3 separate regions of the Mus musculus genome follow, and regions 2 and 3 are each linked to region 1. The links are chromatin contacts, called in public HiChIP or PLAC-seq maps. All regions are on one chromosome and are shown on one strand. The core of a region is the stretch at or near the end of the contact, and the rest is flanking DNA. Distances in the headings are between cores, read along the strand shown.

Region 1 (2,861 bases), core at 111-2,610:
TGACTATACTAGGAACGTGCTCTTTTGCTTATACCACAACCCACTACAACTTCTTTTTAAGAGCCAGGGCTTTTGTTTTAATCTGGATAATTTTTACATTAAAAAATGCCCAGCAGAATTGTGGATTGCTATCCTTCTCCCTGTGGGTTATTCCTGTTGCCCTACCTGCAAAGGAAGATTACCAATAACAATATACCACAGGTCATAACATTGTCAAAAGAACATGAAAGTATTTATTGCTACACTTATCTAGGCAAAGCCTACCTATTTGATTATTTCATTCACTCATTCATTAAGTAATTTGTGGTGTTGGGATGGAACCCAGGATGTTGTGCATGCTAGGAAAACACCCAACCACTCAGTCAAAACCCTAAACAGCAAACGTTTTATTTTGACAAGTTTCATACATGTATAACCTCCATTTTTAACATAGAAACCTAATAAGAAAATAATGAGCTCAACTTTAGGGTTAACCCTCTTTAAGTGTGTTGCAAACAAGAAAAAAAATTATGATTCAGAAAATTACAGCTGGTTTATTTCTTCCTAGGAGGGAGACTGGGAGGAGAGGGGGGTCGAGATGTAAAATGAATTAATGAATGAATGGGAAAAAAAACATCAACATGGGAAGGCAGTAAACTTCTTCAGTCTCCCCAGCGCTTGCCTCTCATTGCCTCCACCTAAGATTATGGCGTAAGATTATTACGAGCATGTATAATCATTTGATGAAAGTGTTATAAAAATGCTGTTTCAACTTCGGAATAAATCCGACATGCGACAGGCAAAATGAACAAATGAAACAACGACAATAAAAACATTTTCTTGAGCATCCTGAGCTGCACTGTATGCATTAGCAAATAGAGTTGGAAATGGGGACGCAGGTCGGTAATCTCAGCAGCAATAGGCTGAGGCAGGATGGTCAATTTGAACCCAATCTGGTCTATACAAAGCCAATCTGGTCTACACGGCGAGATAAGATAACGAAAAAAAATTAATTTTGCGTAGTTCATTACATCCAAGGGTTGGTCTCCCATATCCAGACATGAACAAAACCGCTAAACTATGCATGTATACATCTCTAAGGCTTTCAGGATAGAGTCCAAAAGCTAAGAGATAAGGTCAACTTAGCTTCTGTTACACAATAACCCACAGCGTAGACTAATTAGAGGAAGTTGGCACGTCCACTCGGAGCTTGGCATTGCGAAAACAATGGCCTCAGGGTTAGCAGGTACCGGAACCAGATTTCTGCACGCTTTGTCCCGCGTAGGACAACAGTTCGGACGCACATTTCTGGATAAAAGCGGACGCGGCTCCCGACTAGAGCCAGTGGCTCCGAGGAGGGTTGAAGAGGACAGGCGACCGGGTGGGGAACAGGGTGCGGCTTCGCGCTTCCGGTGCCCAGCTTCCGGCTCCGGGTTTGGGCTTGGGGCAGAGGCGGAGCTACGGCCCGCCGCGACTTTCAGACTTGAACCATGGCTATGCGCTGGTCGTGCTGGCGGCGTGGCTGCTCCTGGAGGCCGACCGCGGTCGGGAGCCCGCGGCGGGAACGACCTGGCTGTGTGGAGCCTCTCGGAACACGTGCCGCCTCGGACACCCGCGCGCAGGTGAGGCCGGGACGCGCGCGCTGTCCGCGGCGTAGAGGTCACCATGCCAATGACAGCCGGCGATCCAATGAATGGGAGGATGCGCACGTGCGCCGGGGCCTGCAGTCCCCACTGGGTGGGACACCCGGGAAGTGGGACTAGTCGCGGGGCCAGAAGTGCGGAGCTGCTGATCGGGCATCCAGAAGACATTGGGGTTGAGGTAGAGGGAGCGGCGGAGCGCAGCCCTGTTAAGCCGGGGCTACCCGGGTGTGTCGAGAGGACAACCAGAGCCAAAGGGACCTCTGCTTTCACTTTCCTAGCAATTTCGGGTTTCGGATCCAGTTAGCCTCAAAATTCGGAAAGGGTGTTGTAGCGACGCAAAGTGATGCTAGCCAGGGTGGACTTCAGTGCTGCAGGTGCTTACAAGAGAACGCACGCCTGAAAGGCGCTGGAAGGACACTAGAAGGAGAAGAGCCGAAGGGTGTCATGAGAGACCTATGACTTCTTTGAAGTAAAATCATTATCTAATTAGTAATTGCGGATTCTTAAAACTGTCTCCTACTGCGTTTGATTACAAATTCATTTTCTTTTGGTTTTTAGCCCTGTAAATGACTCTCGCTTCTGTGTGAGTTGGGTCAGTCCGTGCCGTGCTTTACCTGGCAGTATCTGCAGACTGACTTTTGAAGTTAGTGTTTTTTTCACTTTGGGTTTTGGAGACCTTTCCGGCCACCGAGTAATTGTATAAGTAATTCATCTTTCATTTTAAAAATAATCACCCACCTCTTAAATTTTAGTACTATTTGGTACATTTCATATGTCAGTGTACTTATCAAACTCTATACTAGGAGGAGATGTGTAACATTTATAAATATGTGGCTTGTACTAAACAAGATGCATAAAACGGATTATCCAAAAAAGAATTTGGAGAGAAAATGCAAGCTGCTCTAAATAGAAAGAATAACAAATAAGAGAAAGAGAGCATGTAGGAAGAATCTTAGAGGAAGATAGGCTTTGTAGGGATCCATTTTGATACTGCAAGCTAGACTTTAGAGGGTTTGGGGTTTTATCTCTATAGAAAGGAAGGAAGGAAGGAAGGAAGGAAGGAAGGAAGGAAGGAAGGAAGGAGAAAAAGGAAAGGAAAAAGAAAAGAAACCTCACCTGTGAAAAGAGTTTTTCTGGAAAGAATCTTTGTCATTGGCATCCATATCCGTTTCCTTGAGCAAAAAGGGAGACTACTTGACCGTCCAACATCATGTTTTTCTCATTCATGTGTTAACTTTC
Region 2 (2,861 bases), core at 196-2,695, 2.0 Mb before region 1:
ATAATTAAAAAAAAAAATGGGCAAGCCTGGCAGTGGTGGTGCACACCTTTAATCCCAGTACTTGGGAGGCAGAGGCAGGCAGATTTCTGAGTTCGAGACCAGCCTGTTCTACAGAGTGAGTTCCAGGACAGCCAGGGCTATACAGAGAAACCCTCTCTCAAAAAACAAACAAACAACAACAACAAAAAGAATACAAGATTCTACAGACTCTGCCTTGGCATTTCACTTTCCAGGTTAAGAGAGGGAGAGAAACACGAGGCAATGACTGAGCAGCAGCCCCAGCTCCCTTTGCAGATTTGTAAGGGTGATGGTGCAGATCCAATGGCCAGTTTGGGAATGTGCTTATCAGCTTTGCAGTTTGGCAACTGTGATTCTCAGTCTTGTCCATTGCTCTTCAGTTCAAGAGTTTAACTAGCACAGTTACCTCCTAGTTACACTTCCAGGTTCCCCAGCCCTCTAAAAAACCCAAGCCCAAGAAAGGAAGACTAACTACCAGTTTCTAATATACAAAGTCTCCACAAGTGACTTCAGAATTTTTCACTCAAAACACTAAAAACAAGGGGAGAAAGGCTTAGCTGGTCATCTAAGATCTGGCTCCTTCTTCTGCTAATCTCTGACCACATTTTTTTCCAGAGTTCTTATTTGCTTTGATGTCCTTTCCTGACTGCAGTTGACACATAAGCATGTCAAAACAGTGTGATTTAAGAATATCAAGAAAAATAAAACTGAAAATAGAATTGGAGAAGATGCTGTATTACAGGACATTTTCAGAGAAAGGAACAGAAAGTGTCATTAAACACTGTTCCCACTGTCATGTCAGTGTGGCACTGCAGGTGCATGAGCAATAGGCTCTTGTGATGCTAATTTGCATCTCTAATGGCTAATGATAAAGAGCACCTCCTTAGCGTATTTAGTTGCCCTGTTAAATGATTTTCACCAACAAAAGACCCTCTGAGTTTTACTGTAAGTGAACTCTTTTCATGTTACACACAAGCATGCGGAGGCCAACTCTAAAATGATTTATCCCTGAGAGTGGACAGCTATAATCTGAACAAAATCCCAGTACTCGAGGTGGGAGAGGAGGCTGATGCAGGAAGACAGTATGAAGCCATCCTGGGATACACAGCAAGCCCATAGCTCAGGAAACTTTCAAAACCAAAGGTCTCCCAACTCCAAGGCTAGGGGAAGTTCTGTGTGTCTCTCACCTTTTCTATCTTGTAATCTGTGTGTATAGCCTTAGGTATTGCCTAGCATCTTTTAAGATTTCACTTTCCTTTAGGACTCTAATTTTAACACTTAAAAACCGAATTGTACATTAAATTCAAGTCTAGATTATTCTTTTGATAGACTCATACTCCCAGATATATTCATGTTTTCAATCACACAGGAACCTCTCCTGGATCATGGCTCCATCCTCTTAAGATTCTGGTCCTGTTACAGCTTCTTCACCACTCTTTACACAAAAGAAAAGATACTTTGGTCCTCCACGAGCTGATTTTTTTTCAGAGCACATAACTCAGTCCTTTCAATTTTTCCATCCACCCAGAAGACATCCAAGCCCTTCTAGTCTCTGACCTTTCCCCTGTAGGAAAGAAGGGAAGGTTACATTTTCATTGGCCTGTTTACAAAGAGGGGATAAAAGAAACATACAGGAGTCCTGCTCTCACTTGCACATACCCACAGAGCCTTTGATCTTCTGATTTAGTAACAAGGACCAACTGTGGGCCTTGAGTGAAGAAGACAGCACTCACAGATCCCTCCCTCCCTCAAGTTACAAGGCTCCCCAGCACATCTCACTTCCCAGCCAAGAGCACCCATTTACTTCTTAGTGAAGGAAGGAAGGCAGCTGCTGGATAACAGATTAAATTCCTGTGGCCTAAGGGCTGCCACTCCATTCCCTCAAAAAATTTTATAACAAGGTCATTTGATTGAACAATAGCTCAAAGTTAAAAGAAACCAAGGGAAAGGGTAGCAAATCGCTCTAAAAATTGGATACAATAACTAGAGAAAGCAAAGTAAAGCAGGTGAGATACCAGTGTAAGGGTGGGTGAACCACTGGAGCATAAATCAAGAAAAGCAATCTTTTTTAAAAAAGAGCATTGAAACACCAGCATGATCAGAATAGTGGGAAAGTTCTAAAGGATTGTGAGAAACATTTTACACAGGTAAACTTGCCACCAATTACTGCAATGCACACTCATGGTGGCTGAAGATTTTTGTGTGTAAATCACTATGGTGACTGCTTAAGGTTTTTTGCCTGGAACATGGAAGGCTCTGGGATCAATGACAGGGTGGGAGAGAAGGAGAGGCAGGAGGAAAGGGGGAGATAGGCTCTTACAAGAGGCTATAACAAGACAGAGTGCTCATTACATAATAAGTATAGGTATGTCTCCTTATGCACTTATCAGGTCATCTCTGTTGCACATTCCAGAATGCACTCTTGAAAAAGCACTTTGCATCCTTTTGTCTTCAAAGGTCCTCATAGAAATTCTATGATAGATCTACAGTCCTACTGGTGAAGTCTTATTCTCTTCTAACTCTTACCACAGGTCAAACAATGGCTTAACGAGTCTGTTTGAAGAGCCAGACCTTCTTTTGGTGATTTTACTTACTGAGGAAACACAAAACTGTGGTTTTCTTTTTCTGTCTTTGAATTGTTAACTTTACCGCTGCAACCTTCAACTGGAGTGATGCTGTTCTGTTGATATCTCTAGTCCAGAGGGAGACATGGACTCTGAGCTAGACTCTTTGATCTAATCCTTGGTTTATAGCTGCAGACTGTGGTCGCCAAGCTTCTTAAAGCGTTTCTGCCTTGACTGATTGGCTCTGAGGATGAATAAGTTACCACTAATTCAAAAGCC
Region 3 (2,861 bases), core at 105-2,604, 2.0 Mb before region 1:
CATCTATGGCACAGGTAACACTCCTCTGGGGTTCAGACCTCAAACAAGAAAGTTCCCCGGTAAGACTATATATAGGCTGAGTGGTGGTTACAAAGCATGTGTACATAACACAGAGCTCAGGTTTCAGCTTTGCTAGGCTCCTCATAGCATGAATTTTAAATGTTAAGATAATTGCAATATCTATCTTCTTTTAGTCTTTGAGTAGCCATGTAAAACCCATATTTTTATGGTAATGTAAATCCATTAGGGGGAGTAATAGGAAGTGCAATGAGGAATCAATCTTAACCTGGAAAAAAACAGACACTAAATGACCTTCCCTATCTCCAATTTCTCTGGTCCATGCTAAACTATGAAACTATTTTCTAGACAAAAAAAAAAAAAAAAAAAATCGGGCATACTGAAGAACTGAGATGCTAAGATCCTGCTTGCAACTAATATCAAGTCTTTCCGTCTAGGAAGTTTGTGTCTGGCCTGTGCAAGAACTGAGACACGGCTGGGGTGTGGCTGGACTTTCTGTGTTAGAAAAGCCAAGCCATTAGGCTGAGCCTGTACAGCATGATTTACGACTTACTGAAGAGGTCTCTGCCTGATAACAGTGCTGCTGGGGTTGTGCAGAGAAAGGCTCGCTTCTTAGAGAGCACTTAAGAACAGACAGCTATTCTTAAAAATATGCCCAGCAAGTTTTCTGTACTACAAAACTATGTTTTCATAAAAGCCCAGCTCATAACATGAAACGCTCAGAAAGGAACCTCATTCAGTTCCGCCACAGAAGAAATCCAGAACCATATTTTATTGAAAATTTAAAAAAAAAAAAACTTGCTCAAAGGCGGTTTGTTCCAAACTCTTTGTGCTATCTTATTAACACAATCTTAAGCTCCTTGGGAAAGCTGTGAACTGGCCTTCTTCTACAACTGTACCGTCTTCTCATTTATTAGTTTTAAATTAAGTCAGTCAGTCCCACTTCCCCTCCCCGACAGCCTAATGCTCCACAAACAGCAATGACTGTGTTACTTCAGCTAACTGCAGTCTTGCAGAGTAAGTAACTCAGATCATCAGATTTACCCTATGCTATGTTAAAAAAACTAATTAACTCAAAAGAAACAAAAGATGATTGTAACAAAAGGCAATGTTCTCATATCAAGCATTTTCTTTCCCCTACAGTTACAGCAGTCTTAAATTAAAAAGCAAAACTATGTATCCATCAGACAAACCTGGCCATTCCATGCACAGTAGAGATTGCAGAGTAAACTCCAATTGTGGTTTATCATGCAGTCCAGCAGCCTGAACTGGGCCATGTCTGCCTAGAGCGCAGCCTTCATCCTCTGACTCAGCAAGCAGCGCTCCCTCTGCAGTCAAGTGCTCAAGTGCTCGCAGAGGCTCTTCCCCTCCCTTTCCTGTCTGAGCATCGTCAGGAGAGGCCAGGCTGCATCACCCTCCCAAACACTAGGATATTGTTACATCACGCAGCAGAGCCTGCCTTTGTCTGTATTTAGCATCACTTTGGTTGTTTAACAATTGTTATCTTCTTCTTTGGGGGAATTATAAGCTGTCATTTACTTAGTCAATAAAAGCACAGCTTAGGAAAGTGGTACAATAAAATAACCATACTATCAACATCCTACAGCAAACCAATTCCCACACAGGAATTGGTCTTTACTCAGTGTAAAGGGGGTTAGAATCCCCATCCTTCTTAATCTCTCTGCAGCCCCTCGCATGGCTAACAGCCTTCCAAGCCTCCCATCTCTCTCACCCTAGGTGTAGCACATCTCCATTTTGTATAATATGTCTGTAACTCCTTGCCTAGCAAGAGGCCAGGAAGGAGGTGAGAAAAGAGTGGCTCAGCTTCCTCAATGGCTGTTGCTAGAAGTGCAACAAGGAGCCGACAGTTTAACCTTTGAACTCCAACTCACTCATCTGTAAAATAGGTAACACCTGCATGGGCTTTTTAGCATGAAAAAGTTTAACAAGACTAAAACAGAACACCTAATCGTTCTTATTAATATTCCCAAGACTGGCTTCCCTTCTTATCTAAGTTAGAATTCTCTCCTTGACCCACTTTCTCCTTTCTTGCGCTCTCCCTAGATGATGTCATCGTCCAGGCTCATGACTATGAATGACTCCAACCCTCTCCAACCCTTTCTCCCAAGCTTCAATCTGCATGACTGAACCCTTGCTAAGCATGGGTACCTAGATGCCTAGCACTACTTGCTCCAAACAGGGCTCATTATCTTCCCTCTCCCAGCCCCAATAATCTCCTCATCTACATAACGACAGCACAATTCAAGCCCTGGGTTACCAAAACACAAACAGCTCCTGAGCCCCTTCTCTACCCAGCTACCAAGTCTGACATCTCTAAAACACAGTCCTTTTCTCCCTCCGTGGCCTCCTCCTAAATGAGACTCCCATTGGCTTCTCCAGGTTGGTCTCTCCTCCATTCTGCCACTCCTCTGCAGTCTTGCTCCACAGGATTAACAAAAGAGTATTTTAAACCAGTTACTCATAGGGCTATACAGGCTACATCACTTCCTTCGCTGCTTTCTGTCAGGATATGGTCCTCAAAGTATGTTCCCATTAGCTCTATAAGACAAGGGATATGAGCTAGATGGGTTAAAACAATCATTTGGTCAAATAAGTTTGCTCCCAAACTACACCAACTCAGAAGTAAAAAACTCAAAAGAAAGAAAAGAAAAGAAACAAAACCAAAGGTAATCAGTGAGCTAGGGGAGGTACAAGAGAATGTGATGATCCTGAAAATTCAGAAGTTTCAATGGGCACACAATACAGCCCCTTAAAGACCCAGAGAGTATGTACAGGAGTTAGTTCATTGTGCTTTCCTGAAATACAAACATCTGAGATAGAAA

The links. HiChIP or PLAC-seq counts read pairs in DNA pulled down with a chosen protein or histone mark.
Region 2: an H3K4me3 HiChIP or PLAC-seq map of stem cell-derived neural progenitor cells shows a contact between it and region 1, with 5 times the contacts expected there. The contact joins the enhancer-like site here to the promoter of Pdss1 in region 1. A contact is called at or near these places in 4 of 39 promoter capture datasets (cranial neural crest, hippocampal neurons, liver and 1 more) and 3 of 115 datasets of contacts at active chromatin or transcription factors (embryonic stem cells, extraembryonic endoderm stem cells and stem cell-derived neural progenitor cells).
Region 3: a contact with region 1 is called in a FOXA1 HiChIP or PLAC-seq map of pancreatic cancer cells. The contact joins the enhancer-like site here to the promoter of Pdss1 in region 1. A contact is called at or near these places in 2 of 39 promoter capture datasets (cranial neural crest and liver) and 4 of 115 datasets of contacts at active chromatin or transcription factors (embryonic stem cells, extraembryonic endoderm stem cells, pancreatic cancer cells and 1 more).

The regions. Positions count from the first base shown.
Region 1 is chr2:22,894,162-22,897,022 of GRCm38.p6, forward strand. Pdss1 (prenyl (solanesyl) diphosphate synthase, subunit 1) reads left to right here and starts at 1,361. Exons shown (of 11, transcript NM_019501.3): 1 at 1,361-1,601. The coding sequence starts at 1,470.
Region 2 is chr2:20,920,891-20,923,751 of GRCm38.p6, forward strand. All of the region lies in intron 1 of Arhgap21 (Rho GTPase activating protein 21), which reads right to left. Among named protein-coding and RNA genes, the nearest start is that of Arhgap21, 45 kb to the right of the region's middle. Within about 2 kb of position 1,446, at least 28 of the 459 cell types and tissues checked have an H3K27ac peak or open chromatin away from gene starts, as enhancers often do. A contact at or near this core is called in stem cell-derived neural progenitor cells, where this site is marked.
Region 3 is chr2:20,942,072-20,944,932 of GRCm38.p6, forward strand. All of the region lies in intron 1 of Arhgap21 (Rho GTPase activating protein 21), which reads right to left. Among named protein-coding and RNA genes, the nearest start is that of Arhgap21, 24 kb to the right of the region's middle. Within about 2 kb of position 1,355, at least 128 of the 459 cell types and tissues checked have an H3K27ac peak or open chromatin away from gene starts, as enhancers often do. A contact at or near this core is called in embryonic stem cells, extraembryonic endoderm stem cells, pancreatic cancer cells and 1 more, where this site is marked.